Linked DNA regions of Rattus norvegicus: region 1 is linked to region 2. The links are chromatin contacts, called in public Hi-C maps. All regions are on one chromosome and are shown on one strand. The core of a region is the stretch at or near the end of the contact, and the rest is flanking DNA. Distances in the headings are between cores, read along the strand shown.

Region 1 (5,872 bases), core at 2,314-4,813, 83 kb after region 2:
TGAACTCAAGAGATCAGCCTCCCAAATGCTGGCGCTAAAAGTGTGTGGCACTACACCTGACCAAACTTATATTTTAACTTATGAAAATATTATTTTGAATCAAAGGCAATTTTAAAATTGTTTTTGAATAACCTTAGAAATGAAGTACATCAATAAAGAATTTCAGTTACTTTCAGGGATTGAGGACAGTACAGACAAGTTTGGCTTGAGAAAGACTAAAAAACTAAGCCATTCCATAAAACATAATCCAAAACCATCTCAGGAAACAGCCATACACTATACACACGGCAGTGACAGATGTCTGAAATCAAAAGCAAACATTTCTCAGTAGCCTCTAAGGCAGAAAAGAACACTGTTAAGCCAAGGGTAGTGGTACACACACTTTCAGTCCCAACACGGGGCTCAAATAAGCAGATCCTTATGAGTAAAAGGCAAGGGAAGACTAGGCTATATAAAGTGACCCTGTCTCAAAAATGAAAGTTTTTAAATGTTTAGGAAGCAATGCACGCCAGTCCTTCCTCCATATCCCATCCATCTTCTGACCACTAGAAGCTACTGTAATGTAAGTGCTCTTGAATTTTTAGGAAACCCTTCTATATTAAGATGGATATTTTTAAAAGTAAATAACATGTGGACTTTTGTCAATAACTTCTAATAATTTAAGAATTTCTTTTAAAATGTGGTACTTGAGTGAACTTTTGAAGTGAATGAGTGTGTGTGTGTGTGTGTGTGTGTGTGTGTGTGTGTGTTTTCATCAGTCCAGAGGTCACCCTAGGGTGTCTTCCTTCAGGTGCTGCTCACCTTGTTTTTGAGTCAGGGTCCTTAAACTGGCAGAGGTTGCCCACCTGGCAAAACTGGCTCGCCATCAAGCCCCAAGTATTCATCTGCCTCCACCTTCTCAGAGCTGGAGTAGTAGTCCTGTGCCACCACACCCAGACCCTTTCTGCCAATTCTGGGGACTAACCTCAGCTCCTCTACTTAACTGACTAGACTGTACCAGCAACCTGTAGTAGTGTACTGTGGTTCTTTACCTGACAAAGCCGAGCAAACAGGTAAATATGTAAATATGTTAGTCAGGTCTATACACACAGTGTAAAGCACAATGCTAGCGTACCTGCTTTAGAATGAGGCATCAACATTCTCAAGTCTTGCATCAAGTGTCTTGTTCTGAAATTTATTCCTCTGGAAGAAAAGATGAGGATCCGCTCTTTATTTTTCCATTTGCCCTAAAGAAAAGAAAACGGTAGATTTTAACATTTTGTGCTGAACTTACTTCGTGTGTTTTTGACAGTTTTTCAAGTTTCCAGTATCAGGCATCATTGATATACTTCCTTAGTCCCAGTACTGAGGCTGAAGCAGGAGGACTTGGACCAGGACTTTAAGGCTGTCCTGGGAACATAGGCCAAGGTCTTAAAACGAAACGGACTACTTCACCACCCTCACCACTGCAAGGATCTTTCCTTAGCCCCCTAACATCTTTAACTTTTTATTCTCCCCATTACAGTTCCTATGTTCATTTCCAGTTTAACTGTACAGAAAGGCAAGACTCTTTCTAGCTTTAATTATACATGTATCAGACAGAGTAAAGCTTCAAACTCAACTCTAACACTAAACTTTACCAAGCCTAAACCTGCATATTTCCTTACCAATATTTCTTCCCCCCTTCTTTAGCCCTTCCCTCCTTCTGCTACCTCACTTCAGGGGCTCATACTCTGAAGATCCCATTTGCCTCTGGTTTCTCACAGACATCATAAGCACCACTGACCACTATCAGTTCCTCTTTACAACAGTTTGTAAAGCCTACAGTGTCCTTAAATCCCTATAACTGATTATCAACAGCTGCAAAGCTCTTGAATGCCTGGCTTTCCCAGACAGAATCACTGTGACAGCTAACTAGCACCAATTTAATCTTGGTTTCCAAACTTCAACATGGACTATAAAATGCATTTTCACTGTTTACAACACCACTGCCCAACACTGACCCTGCACATTCTCAGCTAATCAGCTGAGTTTTTAGATTTTCTCCACCAACCCTTACCCCCCATTTAATGCCTTTGATGAATTTTTTTCATCTCCCCCCCAATATATAAATTGAACCCTTTCTTTGAAATCCAGCTAAAAGGCTAAGTCCTACATGTTTCCTTACCACCCTAAAAGTAGTAATTGCCTCATTAACTTCAATTAATGTATCATAGTGTGACTCAGATTACAGTTCCCAACATGTTTCTGTCTGACTCCTAAAAGAGAGCACTGACTTTTATTGAAAACCTTATGAGTCCAGCTTATTTTTCGAAAAAGTCACTTTTATCCTTTCAGACAAGGGTATGAGATTTAGCTGTTAATTAAAACTGGGGTACAATATACACTGGCCTTTCACATTTACTTTTTACTTAGTACTAGAGTACTACACTAAGCACAAAGGTCAGAAAAGTCTGAGGCAAGATTTCCTCCATAAATATACCTTGCTTAAGGAGTTTTCAGGTGACGGAAAGTAACTCTAACAAGAACCTGCTCGCCTTTAGAATAAACCCAGTTTTCTATGAAGCCTTCTTTCCTGCTAAACTCCAGTATTTCTGGAGGAAAGAAATCTTGTTCATCGTCTCCTAGATGCCAAGGCCAGGAAAGCTCATCTTGGTATAAGTGTGACGCACTGTTGAGCACAGTAAAATTAATGGTCTAAGTTTATTATTATTGATAATATTATTATCCCGGGGTTGAGGATTTAGCTCAGTGGTAGAGAGCTTGCCTAGCAAGCGCAAGGCCCTGGGTTCAGTCCCCAGCTCCGAAAAAAAAAAAAAAAATACTATTATCCTTTGAATTAAAGATCTAACCAAACAAGTTGGACTCACAGGGACAGTAACTTTAAAGGCTTGGCAAACAAACTTTGGTAACCCCGTGTGATATGGACCAAGATGGAAGGAATTTATTGATACACCATAAAGACTTTGAGGAAAAAAAGAAAAAGAAAAAACATTACTCTGGGGAGGCGGGGGACCAGTAACCGGAAGGCAGAATATTAGAACTAAATACTCATTAAATTACCTCCCTGTTAGTTGGCTAAGGGTCTACGAACAGCGGTTTCCAGGAATACGGCCATCTGCACGAAAACTAGACATAACACTGTCCTGTCCAGTCAAGGGAACCTTAAGCTCATAATCCAGTCAAGTTTTGGTTGAAGTCACTTCGGTAGCTCAAAGGCGGGTCAGGAAGCCGACTCCAACTCCAGGAGTCGGGCCTCTTACCTTGCAAACAGGACCTGGAATACGATCTTTTTCTTCCTCCGCCTCTTTTGCCACATCGGCCTGCTTAGCTGGCTGCCCGGCATCTTTCCGGTTCTTTTTTGGCTTCTTTGCTTGAACCTCCAGGTCCCCACGCCGCTTTCTCTTAGTCGCCGCCATCCTGCCTCGCCGCGTTAGTTGCTGTCCACACTTCCGGTTCCGCCGCTCGCTCCTTCTTCCGATCTCTATGGTAGTGCACGCTGAGCCCTGAGTTAGTCATCCAGCTCTCAGACGCTTTCTTCCGGTCTTGTGGTAGACTATCTAGGCACCCGGCGGCTCGGTGGTGACGGTGGCCTGGTTGGCTGCGGGTCTGAACAGTGGCGGGAGCTGTTTGCCAGGCTTGCTGGCTTCTGGATTCTCAGGGTGTTCTTCTTGGGGCTAGGCTGACAAGGGCTTTACGGGATCGGACGTCACCTCAAAGGCAGGGGCCTGGCGCCCGGGGCTCCCCTTAGTGGCCGCTGTGCGGCGAGCGGGCTGGTGAGCTGGGTGACGGTCGGCGCCGCGGTCTAAGGTGTCTGTGGCGGGCTAAGGTTGGTGGCGCTCAGAGGGGCTAAGCAGGCCTCGTGCTCTTGTTACCCTGTAGGAACCCGCGCCAATTAGAACTACCCAGTGAATTGCATTTTCCGGCTGTATCAGACAAGGAAACCGTAGTTTTGAGACATGGAGATAGAATGTTCCCGATTTCGGCTCGGGTTGAGATCGCCAGTCCTGTTAGCACTGATCGCGGGGTTTGTTGTTCCGTGTCTCAGGTTTTCGGAGATCTTCCGGAAGAGGAGCATCCTTCTCTCTGAGCTGAACGTACAGTGGTCCACCCATGCCTCTCCTAACCCAGTACAATGAGGATGAGTACGAACAGTACTGCTTAGTGGCCAGCCTTGACAACGTTAGGAATCTCTCCACTGTCTTGAAAGCCATTCACTTCAAAGAACACGCCACGTGTTTTGCTACTAAAAATGGAATCAAGGTTACCGTGGAAAATGCAAAGTGTGTGCAAGCCAATGCCTTTATTCAGGTATGGGGGAGTGGAGACATTTTTAAGCATTCCCTAACGAGTTTAACTTGAAGGACTTATTCCATAAAACTCAAGTTAGAGAACAAAATGCCTACTTTTTTCTTTCCTGCCAACAAATACTTTCCCCATCTTGTCTCACACAGATGAACGATTACTAGTGACAGTTTATTAATGAGACACTCATCACCATTTACCTTTTATAGACACTTTATCTTTCCTATTTGACATAAGTGGCACCAGACTTAATTTTCAATAGTCTTATTTAGTTAGGATAACAACCGAGAATGTTTACTCTTTACAATATAATTATTGAAATGCATGTTTTAGTTTTTCCTCTTACTGGCTGTAATAGCATTTTTCCCCCCGAGGCAGTCTAACATATGGCCCTGGTTACCTGGAACTTGCTTTTGTAGACTAGATCGACTTCAAGTTCTTGGAGATCAGCCTGCTTCTGCCTTGTATTGAAGTACTGGCATCAAAGCCCCACCATCACCCACAGCTATAATCTATTCTTATGTAGTATTTGTATGAGTCAGGTCGGAGCTCAATGTTCAATTCATGTTTTTGAACGCTTGAGTATAGTATCAACTCACAATTATGTAGGAATAAATAAAACATGGTTTCTGTTTTCAAAAGAAATTGGAAATAATTATCATGCATGCATTATTAAATTGTCCTATCCTGAAGTGACTTTAGCTTTAACTGATAGGCACAAAAGACAAAGTTAGGATAAACTTAGTGGATTTAGATCCAGAAATGAAAATGAAGGACCCTTGCTGAGAGGGGTTGTCTTTGTGGTTTTTTATTTGGTTTTGGTTTTTACTTTTTAATTTTATGTGTAAGAATGTTTTATCTGCATGAATGTCTGCAAAAGGCATGTGCCTGGTTCCTGCCCAACCCAGAAGAGGGTGTTGGGTCACCATGGTGAACTATATTACTACTACTACTATTACTATTACTGCTATTACTACTACTACTACTATTACTACTACTACTATTACTACTACTATTGTTGTGGCATAAACATTTATTATGGTTAAATTGGTTACAGATGGTTTTGAGTCACCATGTGGGTGCTGGAAATCAAACGTGTTTTCTGGAAGTGTAGCAAGTGTACTTAACTGATGAGCCATCTCTCCTACTCCCTTTTAACCAAAAAAAAAATTCATACAATATATTTTCATCATATCCTACCCCTACCCCCTTCAGGAGCTTCTAAATGGGGCCTTAGTGTTACACCTTTAATGATTAAACCATCAAGTAGTATTCAAGTGATAAACATTGCAAAGTTAGCATGCCTTAGTTGGGAATGAGAAATAGTCTCATGGAGTTGGCACAGTATGGTTACTTTCTAAGCATAAAGTGAAATGTAAACTCTCATGTGTGAATTTTTCATTCCTTACTATGACCTCACTTTCATGTTTGCATGTTTGTTCTTTCCTAGGCTGATGTATTTCAAGAATTTATCATTCAGGAAGAATCCGTTACTTTTCGAATTAACTTAACTATCCTTTTAGACTGTTTATCTATTTTTGGATCAAGTCCTACACCAGGTGAACTATATTTCTACTACTACTACTAT
Region 2 (5,321 bases), core at 628-3,127:
CAAAGCAAGATGATGGGAGGATTTTTGTAGAGAAGGTGGAAGATTCCAGGAGGGACGAACAACCCTAGTTGCCCAACCTAGTGAGAGACATGTCAGCAATGTGGTGAAAATAAGGTTTGGGATTCGTGGTTTAGCCCATTTCCCGGAAGTCACATCTGATTCTCTGATGATTCGAGCTCTGTTTTCCTCTGTCCCCTTAGACTTTCCGCATTGCGCCCCCGATGCGTGTCACAAAGCTGGAAGTGGATTTTGCATTTGAAGTATTTCGTTCTGCCTTAACTCAACACATGGAGAGAAGAGCTAAGTAAGAAGAGCCCCAAGCCTCAAGAACTTCTCAACTATGCTCAGAGTTGGATTGGAGAGATGCTGAAACCACAAGTATTAGATAGAAAAAAACCCTGCAGCCCTCTGAAGTAATTGTAAAAGACTCGATGGACTATCTACTGGCTACATTTGTCAACTGAGTCCCCATTCTCCTGATAATTCCATCCTTCAGGAGAAGTATCTGTCACTGGCTCACAGAATAAGTCTTAGTTTGTGTAGATTAGTCTGGGCTAATGTTATTTCCCGTTGCATTAACTGGTTTGTAAATGAATACACAGTATATGTGTCGCCGATGAGTCCTGAAGTAAATCCTTTCCGTGACACTACCTCTGGGCAAACATTTTTTCATGCTTCAGCTCAGATGCCTCTCGTCACACTGGAAACTTCGGCCTCTCATGATGCGGTTTCTCAATTCACACCAGGCACCTGGAAGCCCTGTAGGGATAAAGCCTGGTCACTGTACTACGCTGGGAATGTGGTTGGAAGCTAAGAGGTTGGTAATGTCAATGAATCACTGACCATGAATCCTGGAACCACCCTATCTCAGGGTTTCTTGATTTATGAAACAATAAATTCGTGGTGCTGCTTAAGACTTTTAATATTTAATATTTATTTAATATTTAAGACTTTTAATATTTTCCATTATTGCAGCCCAAGGCATCTTGGGAAACAATGCAGAAAATACCTTAGGAATGCAGCTGTACCCCAAACCTTCAGCTCCCTAAAAATATCTATTTTTTTTCTCGTGTGGTCAGCATCATCTCACCTTCATCTAAACCCTTCCTTCTGCTGTGGCAGATGCATACATAATTTCCAAAATTCTGGTCATTAGTATGTACAACTGTAAATATTCTTTGATATAGGTGTTACCTGGCTGTGTCTTAGAACTGGCAATATTCTTTAATTTGACATACTACTCACTTAAATGTATTTAACAATAACATTCATATAATTACCATAAATTGCAAAATATACTACTTACAGAGAATCCATGAAAACAGAGGAAAGGCACCTAGACATAGTCCATGACGCGTTTGTCTCACAAGTACAGAGACTTCTGCTGGATCACAACACAAACAATAGTGGGCCACTGGAGAGGCTGAGACAGGGGAATTCCTGGGACTCACTTTCCACAGCCTAGCTCAATTACCAAATCCCAGAACAGTGAGAGGGCCTATCCCAAAAAATCCAAGATGGTGGCTATCCCTGAGGAATAACAGTCCAGGTTGACCCCTGGCCTCCTCACTCACTTTTACACACCCAACCAAATGAATAATTTTAAAATCCTGTTCTCAGAGTACATTAGAGTTTACAAATGTGTTCAGCCTAAAAAAAATTTTTTTAATTAGAGTATTTGAAGCCTAGTAAAAATAATACTGGCAAACTGACCAAGACCCTCTCTGGAATAAAAGCCAAAAAGCAACCGAAGAGCTAACTTAATCATGTGATTGGATATATATTTAAAATATGTTCCAGCTTGAAGCTGTGCCCTGATTGTCTTATCCTTCTTGTGATGTCTCTTTTAACACATCCTACAGCTTGCTACCAGATTTGTTTCCATCCGGCATTGACTTAAACATAGCATTCCCTAGTGCAAAGCCTCCCACCTTCTCCCCAGTGTCCCTCAGACAAATCAGATTCCTTCAGTGTGGAACACCATGTTCACCAGGATGCTAGAAGAGTGACTACCAGAAGTGTTCGGTTTGGCACCATGGAAAGACCATGCTAGAAGAGTGACTACCAGAAGTGTTCGGTTTGGCACCATGGAAAGACCATTGAATTAAGAGAGCATTCTCTACTTGGTTCTCCAGCTTAATTTGCTATAATTGACCCTGAACAAGTCTTTTAGCCTTTCTTAGCCCCAGTTTCTTGAGAGCTAAATGTATTAACTTGCCTGGGCTCATCTTAGGAGTGGATTTGGTTTTAAAACTCAGAAAACTAACGAGCCCTGCAAAAGATAGAGTCCTTTCGAACTATGTCTTCCTTCTTTCCTTCATAACCACTGTTTCCCCAAGAAGAGTTTTTGTGTTCCATTTGTTTCCTTTCCCCCCCAGCCCAGCCCAGCCACCAGGGTCTGAGTCCTGCCACTCGCCATACAGGCTGGGTGTTGGTGGCACACACCTTTAATGCCAGCACTCAGGAGGCAGAGACTGTTTACAGTCTCTCTTGTAATAAGTGGTGTATACAGAGGGAAAAAGAGATAAGGCAAACTTGCTCTACCGCAAATGGCTGAGGCAATCTTTATTCCAGACTGGCAGGACAATGGACTTACAAGAGAAAAGAAGTTATCTATTTATGTGGGTCTCACCTTCATGACCCAACACCTGTCACTGGGCCTCCCAACACTGCTGCACTGGAGATGAAACATGAAAATCCTGACAAAAAGCCAACAATACAATTCCAAAAGATAGCCAGATGCCGGGCTCTATTTCTGGGCTTTAAAAGGTGCATGGCTCTACCCAACTCCCAGATGACCAAGGGAAACGGCAACTCTTGGAAAGAGATGAAATTGAACATGCATCACAGTCCTGAAGGCAGGAAGGGTATGACTTGGTGCATTGGGACACCGGATAGCCTTTCATTCTTCTTCCTGGTATTTAAACAGGAAGGCATCCTTCTTTGTTCCATTTGGAGTCGTGGGCAGGCACTTAACACCACCATCTTTCTCCCTTCCATTTTCTGCTCTACCCACAGGAGGTGGGCTATAAGCCAGCTTGCATAAGACAAGGAGCCTACATTCTTGCCAACTTTTTTTTCCCTTTCCTATTAAAACAGTCTCAAGTGAAGACAATGAATACTTAGCTCAAGTAAACTTCTTTGCACACCTGGAACATATTGATAGTTAATCATGTAATTAAATACAATGGCAAAATGTTAGCAACTGCTTTAAAATATTTTGAATACCAATCCACTAAAAAAGGCATGTGTTTTTTATTTTTTTTAAATCAGACCAAACTTGGGTTATAAGATTAATATTCAGAATTATTGTCAAAAAGCACTACAAACAAGTGATAGAATAATAAACTACACTCTTATTTGGATCTTAAAAATTCCATTCATATATCAGTGTAGCATTTAACTTTCCAGAACCTTTGTCTCTCGATATTCTTAAGGGATTGATACCAAACATGAGGGTGCTTGTTTTACTACTCACATAGCAAGCAAAAGTGAAAAAAGCAAATAACAAGTATCAGACAGCTAGACGCAGCAAACAGTAAGATACACACATAACATCCAGCAAATGTGAATGGAATAGCCTGATTCAGAGAGCAGACAAAGCAGAGCATTGGAGCATGATCTAAACTGAGTGGGGATGGGCCAGACAACTGAAGCTGCTGGCTGAACTTTCTCTACACGGACCAATTTCCAACTTCTCTTTCCCATCTCAGCAATTTTTATACCCAAAGGATAAAGAATAGTAACCTATGTTGGAAATAACCCACCTTTTAGTTGTTCTTATGGACACAGTGTTTTTAACACTCTTTGTTACTGGCTTTGTTTTTTTAGCACTCACCATTACAGAGCTAGGGGCCAGCCTGAACCAGAGCAGGACATTTACAGAGGACGTTTGTTAAACATGTTTGAGTCTGCCACAAAAAAAGGCCTCCTTGCTGCCAAAAGAGTCTTTCAATGAGCTTAAGCAACAACTTAAGCAGTATATTATGATGCTCAAATCTTTTATCTTAACAGGCACCCATAGAATTTGCATATGACTTTCAAACATACACCTTAAATCACAATTAGATTATTCATAATATATAATACAGTACAAATTTTAATATTTAGTTTATGGAATAAACACATAAAACAGTCTGTACACATGTCTATGATGTCTATTTTTGATTGTCAACTTGACAACATCTGGAATTAACTAAAACCCAAAAATGGCTGGGCACAACTGTAAGGGATTTTTGCTTAGTTGGATCATTTGAAGTAGGAAGACCCATTTCTAATCTGGATCTTTGAGGTGGAAAGACACACCTTTAATCCAGGTCTTTTGAGGTAATCTAAGTCAGGGATATCCCTTTCTGCTGGAAGCCAATATAAAGAACATGGAACAAGGAATACTCTTTTTGCTTCCTTGTTCCTGACCTCACTAGCATTTCTTCACTGGAATAAGAGCCTACCTCTTCAGGATTCCAGCATAGCCTGGGAGAGCTGAGACACCAAGATTTGTGGACTGAACAACTAACTACTGGGTCCTTGACCTTCCATTTATAGGCAGCCATTGTTGGGTTAGCAAAACCACTGCCTATAAATCATTTTAATAAATCTCCTTTAGATAGAGATAGATAGGTAGATAGATAGATAGATAGATAGATAGATAGATAGATAGATAGAGGCAGATTTAATCTATAAGTTCTGTTACTATAGAGAACCTTGACTAATACAATGGCAATTTCAGGTACAAGTTTTGCTGATGTTTTTTGTCCACAGTTGACTGAATCCTTGAATGAGAATCCTAGGACCCAGAAAGCCAATCTTCTAAGAGTCACATTAATCTTAGAAGGTATCTGTGAACTTTAATAGGGTTCAACTCCTCAGGCATCCTGAAATAACACTCAGACTTCACCTTTTCTACAAAGAGTAACAGAAGATAACAGAAAGCATTTGCCTCTTCGTCATCAGCATGCTACCAGAGAAGCATCATAATAACCCTCATTTGCAAGGAGCACTGAAGGACTGCTGGGTCCTACACAAGAAGTTTACTCTTAGATAGTTAAACTGAAGCCTCAATCAGTAAACATGGCAGCAGTTGTCCCATTAAAGACAGTGGTAGCTACCAATAAGGGTTGGGAAATGAAATTTACAAAAGCAGATGGATGGGACTTGTGCCAAGATCTAGCAGCTGTTTTGTCCTGCTACCAGTTGCCCCCGTCACATGCCGTAATTTAGTCTTTCATACTGGATGACTTAACAGTATGCAGAACTCTGCCCTCCAAGGAACACAGAAATTCTTGTTAACCAGAAAGAAAACATTTCCGTTTTCATCATCC

Evidence for each region. A called contact is a pair of places that touch in the nucleus more often than the background predicts.
Region 1: a contact with region 2 is called in a Hi-C map of the Rat2 cell line, with 4 times the contacts expected there. The contact joins the promoter of Rad1 here to the enhancer-like site in region 2. A contact is called at or near these places in 2 of 12 Hi-C or Micro-C datasets (the Rat2 cell line and frontal cortex).

The regions. Positions count from the first base shown.
Region 1 is chr2:61,185,246-61,191,117 of GRCr8, forward strand. It overlaps Rad1 (RAD1 checkpoint DNA exonuclease), which reads left to right and starts at 3,564. Exons shown (of 6, transcript NM_001106419.1): 1 at 3,564-3,808; 2 at 4,028-4,290; 3 at 5,735-5,843. The coding sequence starts at 4,093. Brix1 (biogenesis of ribosomes BRX1) reads right to left here and starts at 3,402. Exons shown (of 10, transcript NM_001029915.1): 1 at 3,243-3,402; 2 at 1,115-1,226. The coding sequence starts at 3,398.
Region 2 is chr2:61,104,179-61,109,499 of GRCr8, forward strand. Agxt2 (alanine-glyoxylate aminotransferase 2) reads left to right here. Exons shown (of 14, transcript NM_031835.2): 14 at 201-650. The coding sequence ends at 308. Among named protein-coding and RNA genes, the nearest start is that of Agxt2, 43 kb to the left of the region's middle. Within about 2 kb of position 1,878, at least 7 of the 93 cell types and tissues checked have an H3K27ac peak or open chromatin away from gene starts, as enhancers often do.